Linked DNA regions of Zea mays: all the other regions are linked to region 1. Evidence: chromatin contacts called from public Hi-C data. All regions are on one chromosome and are shown on one strand. Each heading gives the region's core, a stretch centred on a gene start, on an enhancer-like site or on the middle of the called end of the contact. The rest is flanking DNA. Distances are from core to core; before and after follow the strand shown. Region 1 holds the start of LOC103629048. Region 2 holds the start of LOC100273817. Region 3 overlaps LOC100273114 (putative calmodulin-binding family protein). Region 4 holds the start of LOC100277233.

Region 1 (2,700 bases), core at 16-2,515:
CTAGAGTGACCTTTGCCAGCCGAAGAAGCAACCTCATTCTTCTCCTTGCCGTCCACAGACTCCTTTCTAGCTTTTTTCCCTGTCGATTTAGACATAGATCCTTCAGAAACACATGTATTGGATTTCACTCTCTTACCAAGATTCGAATTCTCCTCATTCCACCCTTCTTCCACAATTGAATCCACTTTAAAATACACATCAAACAGAAAAGGCTTGACACCAACTTCCACTATTTTTGGAATCATGTTAATGCTCTTAACATGAACCTTAAACTTGACCGACTCTGACATCTCCAGAGATTTTAAATCCACTTCCTCAACAGCCCCCAAGATCGATCCCAGCTCGCAGATAGCCTGGTAGTGTCTTAACTCATCTAGCACATTCTCCGCACTCATCCAAACAGTATGCAGCCTTGCTTTCGCATTAGCCTGACAGTTCCAGGGCAGCACCATGATTTTAGCTCCGGACATCTTCATTTTGACCTCTATAAACTGACTCAGCTCATCTAGCTTATCTTGAGACGGAAAATGCATCACATAACCAGCTGGACATTTCTCTGCCTTCCAAGTTCTTCCCCAAGGAAAGTGAAAGCTAAAATCCTTTTCAAGCTCAGAGGCAGACACAAACCCTTCCAGAATCTTAACCAACCCCAAGCAAGATAGATTAGGTTTCCTGAGACTGGGTTTAGCATACTGGGATGAGAAGAACCCTAGCCCATCTGCAGCCATGCCCACAATCGGCATCATGGGCTTAATCTGTCGCGGCCAAACACATTTAGCCATCACATGGGTGTCCTTGCGACAGATCTCACACCAAAGAGACTTGCAGCAATCCCTTGCGTGATGACCTTCTTCCCCACACTTCTGGCAGAAAAATCTCCTCCCCATTTCATTCTCAGACCCAGAAGAATGAAGGGAGAAATTAGGGTTACCTTGCACGATCATTTCGCCAGTGGAAGAAGAGTCGGCTACATCCTTTTTGGGGATCGTCTTTCCAGGGGGGAGGCCTCAATCTCCAGCTCAGATTCCTGTTTCTACTCCACTGCGGCGGATCGCGAGCCTCCTCCCTGTTGTTCCCAGTGCCCCATTTTTGGCTCCAACCTTTGGCACCCATCGCCTCACGCCTTGCAACCGGCAGAGATCTCCCCGATCCAATCCTCGACCACTCCTCCTCCGAGGACGGGGGCTGGATCGGCACCCACCTCCACCCACCACTGAAACTAGATCTCACCGAGGAAGGGGATGACCAGATCGAGGCAAGTAAAGCGGCCAAGTGAGGGAGCGAAGGAGAGCCGATTAGGTCAAGTTGCGGCACAGCGGTTTCCACCCTTGATTTGGCTAGAGGCGATGTGTCTTCATCCTATGCCCCATCCCACATCGAATGGGCCTCCAAACCACCATGGGACCGATCTCCATTAAACGGCTCAAAGGAAACATCAACCCCAGGAACCCACCCCCGCCACAGCCTCATTGCAACAAAATCACATGGCTATCGGCAGCAACGGAGAAGCCCAAGGAGGAAGGCGGCCTAGGAGAGGGGGGGGGAGAATAAGAACACCTCACCAGAGAGGACCAGAGGACGGAGGACGAGAGCCGACGAGTTCAATCTGAATGTCTGGCCTGCCACGGGAGGACTACTAATGGGTGTTTGTCGCCGGCGAAGGGCCCGACGAAGACCAGGCGAAGGGGTCGACGAGGCTACCAAGACCGGGGCACCTGGCGTAGGATGGCGGACCCTTTTTCAGCTCCTCCTAGAGCTGGCGACCTGCCTTCTGATCCTGTCATTCAACAAATACTACGCCTTCGCCATCCTCACCGCCGTCGTCGCCCTCCTCCAACCGAAGCTGCGGCATGCGGCAGACAGACACGTGTTGCCATCCTTCACACAGGACATGATCGGAGACGATGAGGACAGTCCATACCTGGGCCATTTGCTGGACCTTTCACAAGGCATCGCCAGTTCTGGCGGCCTCTTCACGGCGATCGCCGGACGCTTCATGGTAGGGCCATTCAACACGGTTGGTTTCTTCTTCTTCTGTGCGATAGCTCTCGGGCTGTATCTGTCCATGGTGGTGACGGTGGGAGCTGTGTCTCGTCCCCACGCCAAGTGTCTCGCCATCGTCGTCGTGGTCCTCGTCGTGCTCACGCTTATCGCCGCCTGCATCCTATTTGTTGGGCACTCGGGAAGCAAGCCGCAGGTTGTCACCTAGTAGATCCATAGATCTTTATCTACTTAATTATCCTTGGCATTCTGTTTTTCTTTTAGTTTACTTGTATGTATCTGTCTATCTGAGAATGATGTCCGATGCATGCTCCCGTTTGTTGCATTTTTTTCACAATGTGATTTTATTGGTTCAAATAAACACAGCAGTGTATCGTTTAGAATACAAATAACATGGAAGTTTTCTGAACTCTCCTTTCATTTCTGCCAGCTGAAATGTGAGCGAGTGTTGGCTTTTACACTGGATGAGGCAGGTTACAGCACAGTTTTAGACCTGATTTACAAATGGCTGGTCTAATTGATTTCAATGCCATTACGCCCTTCCCCAATAATACACCAGCTCCGTGCAGCAGCTGTACCTTCACCTAGCTCTAGCAACAGCGCTGCGCTAGTTTACTGCTGCAACCACAACTGAAATAGTCAGAAGCGAACAGGCCCATTGGTTCATCATAATTAATTTGTAAAGAAAGCAAGCAGCCA
Region 2 (2,700 bases), core at 164-2,663, 270 kb before region 1:
ACATAACACAAGGACCTTGTCATCTTCAAGCTTAGAAGGTGACACCCCCATTTTCAAGAGCAGCAACACTCAAAGCCTCACAGACAATACAAGGACATGCCGATTTGAGGCCATCCACCAACAATTTGCAATTGACAATAGTTGCATGACGGAGTTTTCCACGTCTGGTGCTGGCGTGCTGCAAGAGTATGGAAACAGTGAATCACTGTAGTTAGACAATTATATGCTAGAATCGGCAAAGTCAATAAGGAAATCACAATCACTAAAGCGAAACACCTGGATAACAAGTGGGCGGGCGTCGGGGAGGTGGGAGAACGGGGAGAACGAGGATGGAGAAGGATGAAACTGTAGGCAAAGTTTCGGTAAGATGGGGACATATTCCATAAGTAGATGGTTAAAATCTTGGTTACGAGGCCACTAAAAGTATGAAAACATTTACCCACTTTCAGCTATCGTTGTTGTGACCACAACTATAAACATTAATTGAGATGTTGTCCGTGACATTGGGGATTTTTGTAGAGTTCAAGGGCCAAAATAGCCCCGGCCTTTTGCTGATAGTAATAGACCAGATATCCATTACAGCTCAAGTTTAAATGCCAGAACACCTAGCACCAACCGGAGCCAGGGCAAAGTTTTAACAACAATAGCTAATGAAAAAGCAGAAAAACACACCAGCCAACCGTGGCAGCTTACAGAAGACAGACACAGGGTTCAAAAACAGAAAAGACATTGCACCTGTTACAAAGAAGCATTAACCGACCACCACCAAGGAACTGAAGACATTGCTTCAACGTCCAGATGAGAAGATGTGTCCACCCCCATATTCAGGTCTTCTGCTGCCACTTCACTAAGGCCCCCTGTATCCATCTGCAACTACCAATCTCACGGTACCAGAAATCCAAGTGTATCGCTAGACATGCATAGCAATCCAGATTTAACAAAAGCCATCGAGATTCCCCATGTGCGGCTACCAATCTCACTGTACCAAAAATCCAAGTGCATCGCTAGACATGCATAGCAATCCAGATTTAACAAAAGCCATCGAGATTCCATTTTCCATCGACCGATTTGGGACGCGACGAAATGAAGTAATCGAAGGAGGGCACAAGAATGAACGAGCCGAGAAATGCGCACCGCCGCGGCCGTCGACGCCGAGGCCTTTGCCGCCACCTCCAGGCCCACCGCCGTCGAGTCCCTGGCCTCCATCCCAGTCCCCGACCTCCATCAAGGAGGGGATAGAGGTCCTGGTCACCTGCCGCGATAGGAAGAACCGCGTCATGTACCCTCGAGCTCACCAAGATCCGGTCCTTTCGTGATGTTGTGGCAGCTAGGGTTAAGGAGGGGTGACGCTCGGGAGTGGGTGGTGGCGTTCGCGGCGGGCGCGGAGGGGGGCGGGCGCGGCGCCCGCGGGGCCGAATTTTTTTTGTATTTTGGCCCTTTTTCCGAAAAAAATTCACGTTTAGATCCCTGGAGGACTTAATTCTATTTTTGGACCCTTTGCTCGGCGCCATAGGCCGTGGCGCCGAGGTAACACTGCTCGGCGCCATAGGCTATGGCGTCGAGGTATCTACCCCGCTGGCGAGGTACCTGCCGCGCTGGCGAGCGGGGGCCGACGTGGCACCTAGTTCGGCGCCATAGATCTTGGCGCCGAGATAGGAAGTCATATAAATCGGCTCTTTTCTGGCCGAGAGCTGCGCCCGGCCATTTGCCTCCCTCGTTGCCATCTTCATCCATACCGCCGAGAGGTGCTCCAATCTGCGTGTTCGAGTTGGAAAACTTTGATTTGATCCGTATATCTTGAAGACCAAGGTATGGTGTCTCACTGATTCGTTTGTTACATATATTGTGTTGTATGGTTTCGATTAATTAGTTTTGATTGGTGCGCGTATTGTTATTAGTCATGATTCCTAGGATATATGGTTGATACGAAGACTACAGTTTGTTAGATAGTTTGCGAATCACGTGTTTATAAAATCTTTAGGGTTTTGAAACTATGAGTACCATGGTATTTATAAGTTTAAATCATTTCTGGTATTTCTATAGTTGTGTTAATATAAAATCGTTTCGTAGATGGAAGACATGTATCGGGAGTCGTTGTGGCAGAAGAGAGGTCGTCCTCGGGAGTTATATCCGGATGCATCTAGTAAGGATGCTCCGGTTCCTCCTGATCTTCCTGTGTCTAATTGTGACTGTGGCAGACTGGCTTGGGTATTTCAATCCAAACATCCAGACATGACTGCTCGCTGCTTCTACACATGTGGCGGTATTAACGTACGTAGTTTTTCACTTGTGAGTTTTTGCTGTCTACCTGATGTGTACTAATGCTTCGTTTCATTCTTGTAGGCTCACTTGAGGTGCTTTTTTTCCAGTGGATCGACGGTCCTGATAAGTTTGACCCTCGGTATCTACTTTTCGATAATTGGTTGAGCGGGAAGAACACACGTGAGCGTTTTAAGCATTGGGTGCCTCCTCCCCCGAACCCGCCACCAATGACGGATGAGGAGAAGAACATAGCCACAGAAAGACGACTGGAGTCTCCGCCTCGGTGCGATTGTGGAGATCGTGCTATGATATGTGAGGACACTGCGAAGTACTTCGTGTGTCCCAACAGTAATTATGTAAGTGCATAACATATTTCCAAAATTTTGATAGGTTTTGCATAAATTTACTAATTTATTCTCCTGCAGCCATACGATGGGC
Region 3 (2,700 bases), core at 164-2,663, 490 kb after region 1:
AGAAGATCTTGTGAAACGTGCACAGGCCAACTAATGCACTTGATAACATGAAACCTATGCAGTTCGGCTATTGGATAATTGTAGTGGTAATGTTGCATTGTCATTGTGTTGTGTACTGAAAAACTTATGTTGTTAGCTTGTTCGGTTCTTTTCCTTTTTAGTGTGGCGAAGTCCACCAAATATGACAACTTATCAATTTAGGACCCAATTGGAATGCAGGGTTTCTTCATAATCCTGTACTTTTCTTGTGAAAATTGAACTGATTTCTATGAAATTCTTGTATGATTTCATAAAATTTATTGCATTCCAAATATGTTGTCAAGTTGTAGCAAAAATAGTTTTAGTGCAGAACTCACTTGATAGTGTGCTTGATACTACAGTCAGACAAGATCACCATAAGTATATGCTAAAGATATGACTAATTTTAGGGAGAACAAAAGTGTTGACAGCAAAGCTTGTTCTACAGCAAAGCTTGATACTATATCCTTTTGTAATTGGAAAAGTTGTCAGGTCTCATAATTGAGCAGTCTTACTATTAATCTATTATAATCAGGGACACGTGAGCCTTGATGTTATTTCTCATGAACTAATTATACATTTTCTTTGAGACAACTCCTTAACATTCTCGCTAAAACTGAAACATCCGTCCATCATTTTGGTGGACTCAGGATTCATGTCTAAACTATCCACTTTTCTTTACTGAAATAACTTAAACTAACCACATAGGCCTAAACTTTGCGTTGTGAATAATAAAGTAACCATAAATTTACCTTGCCATTATTAAAAAAGATAACTTAGAACCTCAACTTTCACGCCAATTATCTCTTCATGACCCCATTTATGAATAAATTAGCCTCGAAGTTGTCCAGAGTAAAATTGTGTAGTTTGATCATGTGCGGGCGGAGATAGCGCTGGGGGTTTTCTCGGGCTAGTTTGGTAACTCCATTTTCCCAAGGGATTTCTATTTTCCCAAGGGAAAATAGAACTAATTTCCCTTGGAAAATTGAAAATCCCTTGGAAAAATGGTGTTCCCAAACTAGTCCTAAATTAAAATAGCTCGGGGGCGTCTATCCCGCAACCCGAGTTTTTTTTTTATCGAATTTTCTAGGGAAAAACTAATATTTATGTCACAAAATTAATATAGTGAGATAGAAAACTAATCATGCCTGCATCATTATGTTTCTTAGGTATCGTATCTTTTTTTTTTTTTTTGAGAAACTCTTAGGTATCATATACGGGGTATATCTGATCCTTACCATTCGACACGAGAAACCAAACATTGCGATCGGGAGGCGAAAATTAATGGGTTGGGCCGGGCTCAGCAATGGCGTTTCAGGCTGAGACCAGCCCAACAAGGATGAGGCCTACTAGTACGTTGCTGGGCTTGCTCTTTGGGGGGGTCACGTTAAGGCGGCAACTGAATTCTGGTTACCCTACAGGCTACAGGCTACAGGGAAAGGAAGATGCAATCACGGTGTAGTATATGGCTTTGGATCTGCGTCTGCGTCTGCGTCTTTCGTCCCTGCGTCAACGGTAGAACACCGACTCGCATGCATTTTATGTCACGTCACGTAGCACGATCATTGTAACTGCAGTTCCCGAGCCCTTTATGCAGCACTTTACTCCTTTATACCCAGCTGGTATGTGGTCTTTTGCAGTATGCAGCAGCCAGCATCTTTAGTTACAGTACTTCTTTACATCTTTGGTGAATCCATGCTCCTCATCTTTTTCCTTTTACGTAGTAGAGAGCCTGAGCAGACCAGGTAAGGCTATCTCCAGCAGATTCCTTATCACATTCCCCATCTCATCTCCTATTTCAAACTTCACTCTGCAAACAGTGTTAAACAGTCTCGCGTCCCCTATTTTACCCAGTCTACCGGAGACCATCTAAAGGTGTCTCAGCGATCGGTCGGTCGACGACGCGCCACAGCCCACGCCTCCGGCCAGACGGACTCATTGCTGCCCCGGCAGCCCAGCACCTCGTATCATTAGTGTCACACCCGGATTTAGGGGCAAACCCGGGCGCGAATCAAATGCGTGACGGGATCAAGTCTCACACATATGATGACTCATGGTACAGAAATCAATGTCATATCTTTATTACTTAATAGAAATTCTGTACAAAATAACTAAAAGATATTACACCATATGGCGACGACGATCCTCCACAATCCCTAGTTGACTGGGAGACGATGGCCTAGATCTCTCCAAACTCATCTTCATCAGAGTCTTCCTCCACTTCTGGATGCACCTGTTCTTAACCTGGGGAGTTTAGCAAGGGTGAGCTCCCATACGGTCATCGCTCAACAAGTTGTGGGAAATAGTGTAGTGTAAGGCTTACCAAAGAGAATGATTAAGGCTGAGCATTGCTTTTAATAAGTTGGTCAAAATTTTATTAGCAGTTACTAAGTATAAGTATATACCATCCCAGTTAAATAATTGATCACAATTAGTAATAAATCCCACAATGCAATGCAATGCATGTCAAATTGAGTTTAGTTCCATAATTTACTCATGTGAGGGTCCGAGCCGCTCTTGACCGTGAGCATGGCTGATATACCAGTTTTATACTCTGCAGAGGTTGCACATCTTAACCCACAAGTCGTGTTACCCATTTGCCACGGGGTCATGAATCCCATACATCTCTACCGAGGAGACGAGGCAGGGTATCACTACGAGGCCTTTACAAAGTTCCACTAG
Region 4 (2,700 bases), core at 116-2,615, 290 kb after region 1:
CCTTGTAAGCAGCAACACGCCTCTTTTCCACCTCTTCTGTTCGCTATTTCTCCGCCGCAAGCTCCTTCTGTTTCTTCTCCATCATCTCCTTGTCCTCTTCCTCCCACTTATTTAGCTTCTTCATTCACTCCTTGTCTTTCTGCGAGATCTTAGAGTCAATCCACTGCTCAAAATCACAGAGCGGTGGAGGAGTCTACAAAGCATGCAACTGGTAGGCGCCAAATAAATCATGCATCAATTCGTACGAAACTAGAGAAATGTTAGACTATAAAATTCTCACCATCAAGATAATGCGGCGTTGAGTAATCGTTGGCTGATAAATATAGTTAGCACACATCCAATACCTCTGCATGTACGTGTCCTCTTCATCGGACTTGACTACCTTGCACGGATCACCACAAAAACACATAGGCACTGGAACACCACTAGGCAGAGGCAGCGGGTCGAAGGCATTTTCGATCAACGGACCCTTCCTAAAATTCAAGTTGTTTCGTTCTAAGAACCGCATAAACATTAAACGCTACAATTCGATAATACAATATATACAATGGTTATCTTGGTTTAGAAGATTTACCACGCATAGGCATCCTAAGATTCGATAATAAGAAAATTAGAAATCCTTGACATATATTTCATACAAACCAAATCGATGACAAAAAAAGGAGTCAGAGGATACCTTGCCACAGAAGACCACTGGATCAAATACAAGTTTCAAAGGTCCAATTTGGTGATATTTGAGGATGGTAGTCGTAGAGAGAAAGAAGAAAACCGTGAAGAATGAGATAAAAAAGCAGCGTCTGCAAGGAAAGAATGGCCGCCGTTTATATTGCGAACCTCGACGCCAAGATCGACGGCGCCGAGGTCGGCGCCACTGGTCTCGACGCCGAGGTTGGCGTCCAGATCCATGGCGCCGACCTCGCTGTCACGTGTGCGCCACCTCATCGCACAGATCTGAGACCTCAGCGCCAAATTGACGCCGAGGCGTGTAACCTCGGCACCAATGATAACGGCGTCGAGGTGAGAATCTATTTTCTGAAATCAAACAAAAAAGGTGTATTTATAAAAAACTTTTGGAAAAAGGACCAAATCAAAAAAAAAAGACGGTAGGTGACATCGTTGTTACGTCTGTGCCACTGACACCGGGTCCAGCATAGCACTCACGGCCCGGAAACAAGAGTATTTTATTGGTAACTAGGAATGGAGGAGGAGATAAGGTGGACCCACCCGTGCCTGAACTGACTGAGAAAAACCTTGGGCACGATTAAAACTGTTCGCTGCGGCTGAACTGTAATCCATATGGACAAAATACTTTATAAAAAGCAGGAGCCGGTGGATTAAAAAACAGGCTGGATAACCGACCGAACCCACATCCTGCTTACTGCCCACAAGAAAGAAGCTAGGGAAACCCGGGGGATCGGAGGACTGAGGAGAGGCAGAAAACAGAAGGCCCGGCTGCGGCTGCGGCTGCGGCTGCCTTTGGTTTCGTCGTCGTCTCCGCCTGTTTTCCCCTCTTTCCATGGCAGGCTGATGCTCTTCAACACACACAGTCCACTGTCGCTCCTCAGTTATAAGTAGCTAGGGCATCTGGCTGCTGGAAAATCAAGCACGCATCCACCACACACACAGCTAGCTAGCAGATCGTTTCGAGTGAAGATCCAAAGAGGTAGAGAGATGGAAAGGATGAGTTCGTCGCTGCAGTACTGGGTGGAGGAGCACAAGCTCTCAACCATCGGTGAGTGACTCTAAATCGTCCAGTTAATTAACTACTGACACTGAACCCCATCGATTGCATCTCCACCATGTCCTCCCCTTTGGATCTTTTTTTTTTTTTTGCCTTTTGCGATCCCCGTTCCCCATCATCGTCTCGTCCTCAATATATGGTATAACCAGAGCACGTTCAGATCAGGTCGTGCAGCAGCTGTCAAATCTAGCTTAGATTCACAAATTAAACATGCTGTTGCTGTTGTGCTTGTGCAGGAGCCGTGTGGGCGACGGCGGTGGGCGCGTCGGTGGCGTACAGCCGGCGGCGGGCGCCGGCGCGGGCGACGGGCATGCGCCTCATCCACGCCAGGATGCACGCGCAGGCGCTCACGCTCGCCGTCCTCGGGGGAGCCGCGCTCGCGCACCACTACCACGGCAAGAGCACCAACGCCGGGAAGAGGCAGCAGCAGGAGGACCTGGACTACGGCTTCTACTCGCAGCTGCCGCCGGCCACCGACGCCGACGGCAACGAGAACGAGCGCTGGAGCTGGTAGAGCATGCTGCATCGGGACAAGAACAAGACAGCAGCGAGAAGAAAGAAAAAACAATAAATTAGTAGCAATAATTGGTGGGTGGTTTGGCATTTGGCAATGATGCGTGACGTGGCGCCTGCAGGCTTTCTTGGTCCTAATCCTAATCCTAATCCTAATCCCAATCCATCCAGCTAAGACGTCCACGCCCGTGGTTTTGTCCTGTTGATTTGCCACCGGAGACGACGATGCAGCGCTTGCTCTTTGATTTCCATGGCTTATTATCGATCAGCCTCCGATTCTTCTCCTGCACTACTACTACTTGTACCATTTCATCTATTGATTGAATGAATGGTCACGATGATGACGATAATTATGTTTTGTTTGTTTGCAAAAAAAAAACAGTGGATGTCATGTGGCGGTTCTGTGCTGTGTGTGTGTGACTACTGCCTTGCGTTATTTTAATTAT

Evidence for each region. A called contact is a pair of places that touch in the nucleus more often than the background predicts.
Region 2: a contact with region 1 is called in a Hi-C map of leaf, with 7 times the contacts expected there. The contact joins the promoter of LOC100273817 here to the promoter of LOC103629048 in region 1. A contact is called at or near these places in 8 of 25 Hi-C or Micro-C datasets (bundle sheath, ear, endosperm and 2 more).
Region 3: a contact with region 1 is called in a Hi-C map of ear, with 2.7 times the contacts expected there. The contact joins the enhancer-like site here to the promoter of LOC103629048 in region 1. A contact is called at or near these places in 4 of 25 Hi-C or Micro-C datasets (bundle sheath, ear, leaf and 1 more).
Region 4: a contact with region 1 is called in a Hi-C map of leaf, with 4 times the contacts expected there. The contact joins the promoter of LOC100277233 here to the promoter of LOC103629048 in region 1. A contact is called at or near these places in 2 of 25 Hi-C or Micro-C datasets (leaf and tassel).

The regions. Positions count from the first base shown.
Region 1 is chr6:18,795,917-18,798,616 of Zm-B73-REFERENCE-NAM-5.0, forward strand. It overlaps LOC103629048, which reads right to left and starts at 1,266. Exons shown (of 2, transcript NM_001357028.1): 1 at 1-1,266. The coding sequence starts at 944. LOC118472159 reads left to right here and starts at 851. Exons shown (of 1, transcript XM_035959882.1): 1 at 851-2,421. The coding sequence starts at 1,640. The coding sequence ends at 2,209.
Region 2 is chr6:18,523,158-18,525,857 of Zm-B73-REFERENCE-NAM-5.0, forward strand. It overlaps LOC100273817, which reads right to left and starts at 1,414. Exons shown (of 9, transcript XM_035959880.1): 1 at 1,135-1,414. The coding sequence starts at 1,279.
Region 3 is chr6:19,283,993-19,286,692 of Zm-B73-REFERENCE-NAM-5.0, forward strand. It overlaps LOC100273114 (putative calmodulin-binding family protein), which reads left to right. Exons shown (of 9, transcript NM_001147563.1): 9 at 1-250. The coding sequence ends at 34. Among protein-coding and RNA genes, the nearest start is that of LOC100273114, 11 kb to the left of the region's middle. Within about 2 kb of position 1,414, at least 15 of the 20 cell types and tissues checked have an H3K27ac peak or open chromatin away from gene starts, as enhancers often do. A contact at or near this core is called in bundle sheath, ear, leaf and 1 more, where this site is marked.
Region 4 is chr6:19,081,901-19,084,600 of Zm-B73-REFERENCE-NAM-5.0, forward strand. LOC100277233 reads left to right here and starts at 1,366. Exons shown (of 2, transcript NM_001150863.2): 1 at 1,366-1,732; 2 at 1,978-2,700. The coding sequence starts at 1,672. The coding sequence ends at 2,255. LOC103629056 (a long non-coding RNA gene) reads right to left here and starts at 851. Exons shown (of 3, transcript XR_002263081.3): 1 at 677-851; 2 at 281-473; 3 at 1-139.